Regions from separate parts of the Mus musculus genome. Here region 1 is linked to region 2. The links are chromatin contacts, called in public HiChIP or PLAC-seq maps. All regions are on one chromosome and are shown on one strand. Each heading gives the region's core, a stretch centred on a gene start, on an enhancer-like site or on the middle of the called end of the contact. The rest is flanking DNA. Distances are from core to core; before and after follow the strand shown. Region 1 has its middle 44 kb from the start of Gm40577. Region 2 has its middle 81 kb from the start of Gm34554.

The links. HiChIP or PLAC-seq counts read pairs in DNA pulled down with a chosen protein or histone mark.
Region 1: a contact with region 2 is called in an H3K27ac HiChIP or PLAC-seq map of VIP interneurons, with 6 times the contacts expected there. The contact joins two enhancer-like sites. A contact is called at or near these places in 15 of 484 Hi-C or Micro-C datasets (LSK cells, brain, cerebellum and 7 more) and 5 of 115 datasets of contacts at active chromatin or transcription factors (SST interneurons, VIP interneurons, astrocytes and 2 more).

What each region holds. Positions count from the first base shown.
Region 1 is chr12:110,372,351-110,375,841 of GRCm38.p6, reverse strand. No RefSeq gene overlaps it. Among named protein-coding and RNA genes, the nearest start is that of Gm40577, 44 kb to the left of the region's middle. Within about 2 kb of position 2,166, at least 29 of the 459 cell types and tissues checked have an H3K27ac peak or open chromatin away from gene starts, as enhancers often do. A contact at or near this core is called in VIP interneurons, where this site is marked.
Region 2 is chr12:109,839,107-109,842,657 of GRCm38.p6, reverse strand. No RefSeq gene overlaps it. Among named protein-coding and RNA genes, the nearest start is that of Gm34554, 81 kb to the left of the region's middle. Within about 2 kb of position 2,252, at least 35 of the 459 cell types and tissues checked have an H3K27ac peak or open chromatin away from gene starts, as enhancers often do. A contact at or near this core is called in VIP interneurons, where this site is marked.

The sequences.
Region 1 (3,491 bases), core at 917-3,416, 530 kb before region 2:
GAACTGTAGTTTATCTGAATCTTCCATTACTGTGCTTTTAGTCTGTTTTCAATTTTTCTCCTAATAAATGGTACGGCTGATGTCTTTATGCAGGGAAGTGCTTTCATATTTCAGCTTATTTCCTAAGGAGAGACAAAGTAGTCAGGAGAAAGATTAACTTGGTCAAAGGTTTTAAAATCTGATTTCATATTTCTTAAGAGGAAGGCACCTTATGAAACAACTTTATAATCTGTTGAAAAACCTGGTTATGTTCTTTTTTAATATTGTTTTTCAAAAGGACTCGTCTGAGCAATATCCTGTCCCTTTCAGCAGACAGCCACGATATGAAAAGAGATTTGTTCCCTCGCGCTCTTAGGGGGCGATCTGGCTCAGGAAACAGACTCATCGGTCCCCAGGAGTATCTGATGGTTGCTATGGCGACAAGTCATTTAACGCAACACCCTACGAAAGCACTGATCAATAAGGGAGGGGGTGCGATTGAAACAAATTAGCTGGTGTCTGAGTGGCCCTGCGCAAGAACAGCAATAATAGCCCTGTCAGTCCCTCCTGGGGCAGGACCCAGACAGGAGGCAGACGCATAAGCCTCATTCTGGCGCCCGTTGCATGGCGACGCTGCTGACCCAATCTGACCTGGAGCTGGGTCCTGGAGCTGGCCTCCCCCCCCACCCCACCTTCTGCACACTCCTACTGGGGTACCTTGTAGCACCTCACTGCAAAGGTGGGACATCCAGGTCCAGAGGAAAGCTGGAACAAGTTCACAGTTCAACCTCCAGTGGTTCCCAGCTTGGGCCAAACGAAAAGCAATAACCCCTTACCTTTCCTTCACCCGACCATCCTCTCCTAGGGGTGGGTGTCAGAGGGGCAGGGGAGACACAGGGAAACAAACCGTGGCTCAATCTGCCCTATGATGTAGGGTCCGTCAGCCAGGCTTGATGGGTGCTTATAATTGTTGTACCTATTATGAGGGGATAACGTGATAATCTGACAGAGAGTGGCTTTCTGTGTAGCAGATATCCACTTAGACTGACCAAGGCAGGAAGGGTATTGTGGGGAGCCAAGGGGTAGCCCAGGGCGGAGATCACACACAGATAAGGAGTAAAAGAGAGGACCAGGACCCCCAGGTGTGCATCTGCCCTCAGACCCCATAGCTGCAGCCAGGGCTTGCCTATGGGCTGGACTTCCCTGTCCCAGCAGCCTGGGCTGACGGCAGAGGGCTAACCCCCTCAGTTTGGGGTGGGCTGTGAGCCCCTTCCCAGAAGTCTGTCTCAGCGAGTGTCTGGGGTATTTCCTAGAAGCCTTACTTTGTGGGACTGGGGCTTCAGTGTTCAGTGGCTCAATTCCTGAGATCTTCCTTAAAGAATAAACTGGAGGTCCCAGAGAGCAGCCGTACTAGCACTGTCGGCGTCAGGGACCCACCCCGGTTCTCCCCCGCGCCCCCCGCCCCCCAGTGCCCTCATACGAGGACTCATACGATTTGAGCTTAGTGTTCCCTTAAGGCATGGGTACTGGCCAGCATGTGTGTGTGTTATACAGGGGAGTGGGCACACGAGTGGGCAGAGGGATTGCTCACTGCTTCCTGAGGAATGGGGTCTGGTTCTGGAGTGATCAGGAGCCAAGTCTGGGTTGGCAGGTACTAGTTCTAATTTCTTGCTTGTTGCAGTCTTTTTCAGCCTCAGCTTACATATCCTGGGAATGGGCGTGGGCGTGCGCCTACCTTATTGAACAGCTATGTGCACTAGGTAACTTGGTATGTGGTGTTTAGTCCTTTGGAAATAACTCCCTTGGCTCCTTACACAGGTGTCTCTTTATGGGTTCCAGAAGACTAGCCTGGGACCCCAACTCCTGAGAGGGCCAACAAGCAATACAAGATAAACACAGGCTTTGGACTGGACACAGGTGGACTGCAATCTCCTACTCTGCCAGCTTCTGGCTGTGCAACCTCTGCTAGATACTGAGGATCTCTGTGCTTTTTTTTTTTTTTTCTACAAGTGGATGCTTATTAGTGACGACAGTGCACCAGGAACTATGGTCCAGGCTGCAGAGGACAGAGGAGGCGGTTTTCTTTCAAGGGCGCACGCATTTCCAAGCCAGATAGCCCTCCCCAACTAGGTCTGCGCAGCAAAAATTCATGCGGGACAAGAGCGCAGGCGCCTGACAGCCCGTGGCGTAGCTGCTTCTAGAAGGATCCAGAGGAGTCTGGCGCTGGGCGGATGGGGTGCTTGCGACTGCTGCGTTCCTGCTGATAACCAGCAGGGGGCAGGCTGAGCCCACAAGCCGTCTTGTCCTCGCTTCACCCCGGCCCTGCGGCTGTGTCCCGGGACATGCGGCGTGCTTCTGCGCAGCCAGCGAGCTGCCCCCTCCCCGGGGAGCCTCTCCATCATCCGCGGGCCTAATAATTTACATTTAATTTGTTAGCGGTTTAATGTTTAATTTAAAAAACTGAATGATTCATTGCCATATTAATAAATAATAACATTTATTATTCTTCTAATGAGTGTCCGAAATACAAAAGCAATTACACGTCTTATGTATTCTCTCATAAACTGAGACAGCAGAGTGTTCATTACAGAATTCTGTTGGGGTCTTGATTCCGCCTTCATGGCTGGCCTGGCCCTCGGGCTGTCAGGGGAGTGGTATGTCTTTAAAGCAGCGATTGGCTTGGTTCTGCTCTGGCTTTTCAGGGTCTGGGGGCCCCAGGAGAAGCCTCCAGAGGGTACCCCTTCACACCATACACTGTTCCTTCCACAGACTCTCACTGGTCCCGGGGCGGGGTGTGGTTATGCTTCCTTCCCAGGTAGAGAAACTGAGTCTGGAGGGGGCAGCTCTGAGAGACAGCCGTGAGCATGGCTAGGCTCGGCGAATTGACTCTGAGCATTGTTATTGTTGTTAGGTTTTTTTTTTCTTCTTCTTCCTTTTCTGGGCTTTGGAGCAGGCTGCTACAGGCCCTGAGCAGGAGGGAAGTGGGGAGAGGGACTGGAAGAGTGTGGATGTGTGGCGGAGGGGGTGAGGTGTAGGATCGGGACAAATCCCTAGCCAGCCAACGCCCTAGCTTGCTTCGCTTCTCTGCTCCTTTCAGATGATGTGGAAGGGTAAAAAGAAATGGGGTAGTCAGCAAAGCCAGTTCACCAGTAAGATTCCATCATCTGCTTCCCAGGGGTGGTAGGCGAGGCCAGGGATTTGGAGGGGCAGGGAGAGGTCTGGGCTCTGGCTTTAGGTACCAAATTTCAGGAAGGGGCTGGTTGGGGGGCCCTAGGAATTGGCAGGAAGGTCAGGGTGCTTCTTCAGTCCGGGACATTTTCAAACGAATGCCCAAACAGCTTCCCGTCAAGGACATCCACGTACAGTTGTTCCCATCCTGACCTTTTCACTGGTTTTAATGCCAGCTTCATGCCATCTAGCCAAAATCCTGGCTTCCCACAGCTACACAGCACTGCACAGAGGAGGCCCCCCAGGGTGTGGACACTGACTCGCCACATGGCCTGGCCAGCGCA
Region 2 (3,551 bases), core at 1,003-3,502:
TATACATGTAGGCAAAGTGCTCATACACATAAAAGAACAAGTCTTCACAAATTAATAAAATGGGGACCAATAAAGGAAGATAGCAGATGCCGACCTCTGACCTCCACATGCATGTATATGCACAGGCCTCAGTACACATGAACATGTAACAAACTACACACACACACACACACACACACACAGACAGATAGACAAAGACAGACAGAGAGTGACAGAGACAGAGGAGATAGATAGATGATAGACAGACAGACAAACAGATACTAAGATAAAATCATTTAAAAAAATACAGGAAAAACTGAGGGCAAGCAACACAAAGGCCTCTGCTAGCAGTGGGTGTGGAAACTGTCTGCACTTGCTTGATATCTTGCTCCAGGCAGGTGGGTTTGATTGACGGGGCCAGGACACGGCAGACCCTACGCTTTCACCACCTGAAGGAAAAAGCCGTTAAGAGAAATTCCTGATTTCTTGTGAGTTGTATCGACCAACTTTCTCTGCCACTGTCTCAGGGGAAAGGTTATCTGCCATCGCAGCAGACTGACCCCTGCAGCACATTAAGGCTGACACCTGTAGAGCTTACCAGTGAACTCTTCGCGTGGGGGTCTGTGGGTGCGTGGAAACCATCTGCAAAAAAATCCCACTCACTTCTGCCTCAGGGACAGCTGGAATGTCCCCTGTCCCTGGGTGGTGTGCTGCACCTCAGAAGTCGCAGCTCAGCTCAGGCTCAAACAACCTTGGTGCAATGCTCAAACCAGAGTAGTTGCCGAAGTTGTCTGTCTCCCCACGGATCTCCTCCTTCAATGCTGGCAGGGTCATCCAAAGGATGAACTTCTTGGTCTCAGCATCCTGTGAGCTGAGCCCTCTCGGTCCACCAGAAATCAGCCACCCAACAGTTCTGGTCAAATAACGTACTCACCATGAGGAAGTTCAGGAAGATGAGGCTGATGACACGGGATGGTGTATCTTAAAGATAACTTACAGGAGATGTGACCATTAGTCTCAGAAAAAGAAAATTAGCCATGATCCCCGACTGGCTGTTCTTCTTCACCTTGGATTCTAGGAAGCTTGGAGATAGAACTTCAAGGTTGGTCCTTTTGAGCCCAGCTTCAGGTCAGGTATACCCACAGTCCCCGGCCTCGTTCACTAACTGTATTACTAGCTTACCCTATGCCATCACTAAGCAGGGCCCTGGAATTATGGCAGTGACATGTTCTGGAAGCTTATCATTTAGGAATGCGTCAAAGTCAATGATGAAATAAGCCAGGCCGCCTCAGACACTGATGGACGCTGCTGGTAAAACAGTGCGGGAACTGCTTTAAAGAGTTAACAACGCATAGACAGACACATCTTTCTGAGGAATTGCGATGTTTGATCTTTAGTGTCAGTTGACAGGGTTTAGAATTACCATGGAAACAAAACTCTGGGCACCCCTGTAAGGAATTAAGGAGTTCTCCAGATTGGATTAATTGAGAGAGGAGGCCTCCCAGCATCTTTGCTCCCTAAATGTGGGTAGCACAGTTCCATGAGCAGGGTTCCTGGATTGAAGAAAGAGGAGAAAGAGAACCTAGCACCAGCACCCATCTCCCTGCCTCCTGACTGTGGGTGCTGCATCGTGGCCTGCTGCCTCCTGTTCCTGTCATTGTACCTGCCTCACCTCGATGGGCTCAAAGCATGAGCCGAAAGAGACCCTCCCTTCTTTACGTTGCATTTGACAAATATTTTATCCAGCCGACCAGAAACATAATGAATGTAGTAGGTGACACTTTAGCTGAGGCATTGTGCTTAAAAAGAAGAGTAGAGGTGGTAGAGAATAGGGTCAGGACCAGACAGGATCTTGGCTGTTCTAGAAATAGCCAAGAGAGGGAAGGGGTGGGCCATTCTCTGAAGGACCCTTGATCTGGTGACCTTGTGTGCATCTTTCCTGAAGTTCTTCTCGGAAACAAATAATCGGATTAGCAAATCCCTATACAAATTTCTCTGCAATGGCAACCCTGTGCTTTTAGATGATCTATCAGCAACTCATGCCCTGTGATTGTGCACTGTGTGTGTGTGTGTGCACACACACGAGAGTGTGTGTGTATGCTCATGCATGTGCATGCACACTCACAGAGAATGATAATAGAACAGGGACCCTGGCAATGCCTCCCTTGAGGTGCTGTAGGGGTGACATGAGTGAACACTGGCCTTGGACTGTGGCTGGTGCCTGGGCCAGAGAAAGGACTCCATAGGCGTCAGCTCACATTAACAGAGTGTGTACATTTGCCATGTGGGACTGGTTAGGGAGGGCGTGAGTCTGGCCGTGGTTACTGACACGATCTGTTACATAAGCTCTGATGGCGATTGTTCTGAGAACAGCTGGCAGGATGTATATAATCTAATAAGAGCTCATAACCGTTTTAAAGCCACGATGTGCTTCCCAGCTAATCTCGAATTTGGTTTGAAGATGACCTCACTTTACGAGAACCAGCCTTACTGTCAGCACGTGGGTCAGTGAGTTGCCTGCCTCCTACCGTGGGATCCCTGAGGGTCCACACCCAGCCTTCAAGGGAGGTGAGCAAGGACGTCCAAAGGCTGCCTGCCAGTCCTGGAAGTTGTCAGCTTGTGGGATGCTGGTGCCGTTGGACCAAAGAATTTAAACCATCTCTCTCTCTCTGGGGTCTGTTTGGAGAAGGTGTGGTGGAGAAGGCAGAAGGCGCTTCTCTGGAGAGTTACTCTGGAAGGGGCCTCAGGAAAGGGATTGGAGCTAGCACAACTGAGGTCCTTCTGTCACCTGGAGATGACATCTGAGAATCGGATGGGACTGTCTGGTGAAGGGTGGATTTCCATCTTAGAAAATGCAGCAGGGTGTGGTACCTCAGGCCCTAGACCTTGATTGAGAGTCTTGGGTCGCAGTGCTTAGGGCTGAGGTTACCAGGCTTGTCTGACTTTAACATTACACATCTCTCTCTTCTGGGTCTCAATTTTCCTGACTAAAGGAAAGAAAGGAGAAAGGCCTCCAGGCCCCCCGCAGGCTGTCTTGTTCTCATAGTTCACAGCAAAACAAATGGCTGAAAGCCATCTGGAATGCCCCCCCCCCCCCCGTTACCTCCTTGAGGGGAGCAACCCAGGGTCCTGAGAATGTGTGGGTTTGCTTCTATAACGTACACGTGGGGGAAAGTGGGCCCCAGGCCTCAGCCGAGAGGGGCTTGATGGTTCTCCTTCTCAAAGCAAAGCTGTCTCTGGGCACGAGGCCAACCTGGACGCAGAGGGGCTCTGGCCTCCTGATTTTCCTCACTGCCCTAGTGGCTAATTGAGCACAGGACAGTATCTATGGCACGTATACAATAAACATTACTTCAGCCATCTGGAACCATCTTCCTTCAAGCTGTCCATCACTTTGGGGCCCCGGGCCAAGTTCTGGGGGGATGTACTGCTCTGGAGAGAAGGAAGACTTCCCTCCTTAGGAGAGCCCCACCCTTCAAGTTTGCCAGCGTGGCACCACATTCCCACTGTGGCAGCAAGGCCCTAGTCCTAACCCTGATACTAACCCTCATCTCAGGCATGAAGTCATGGTT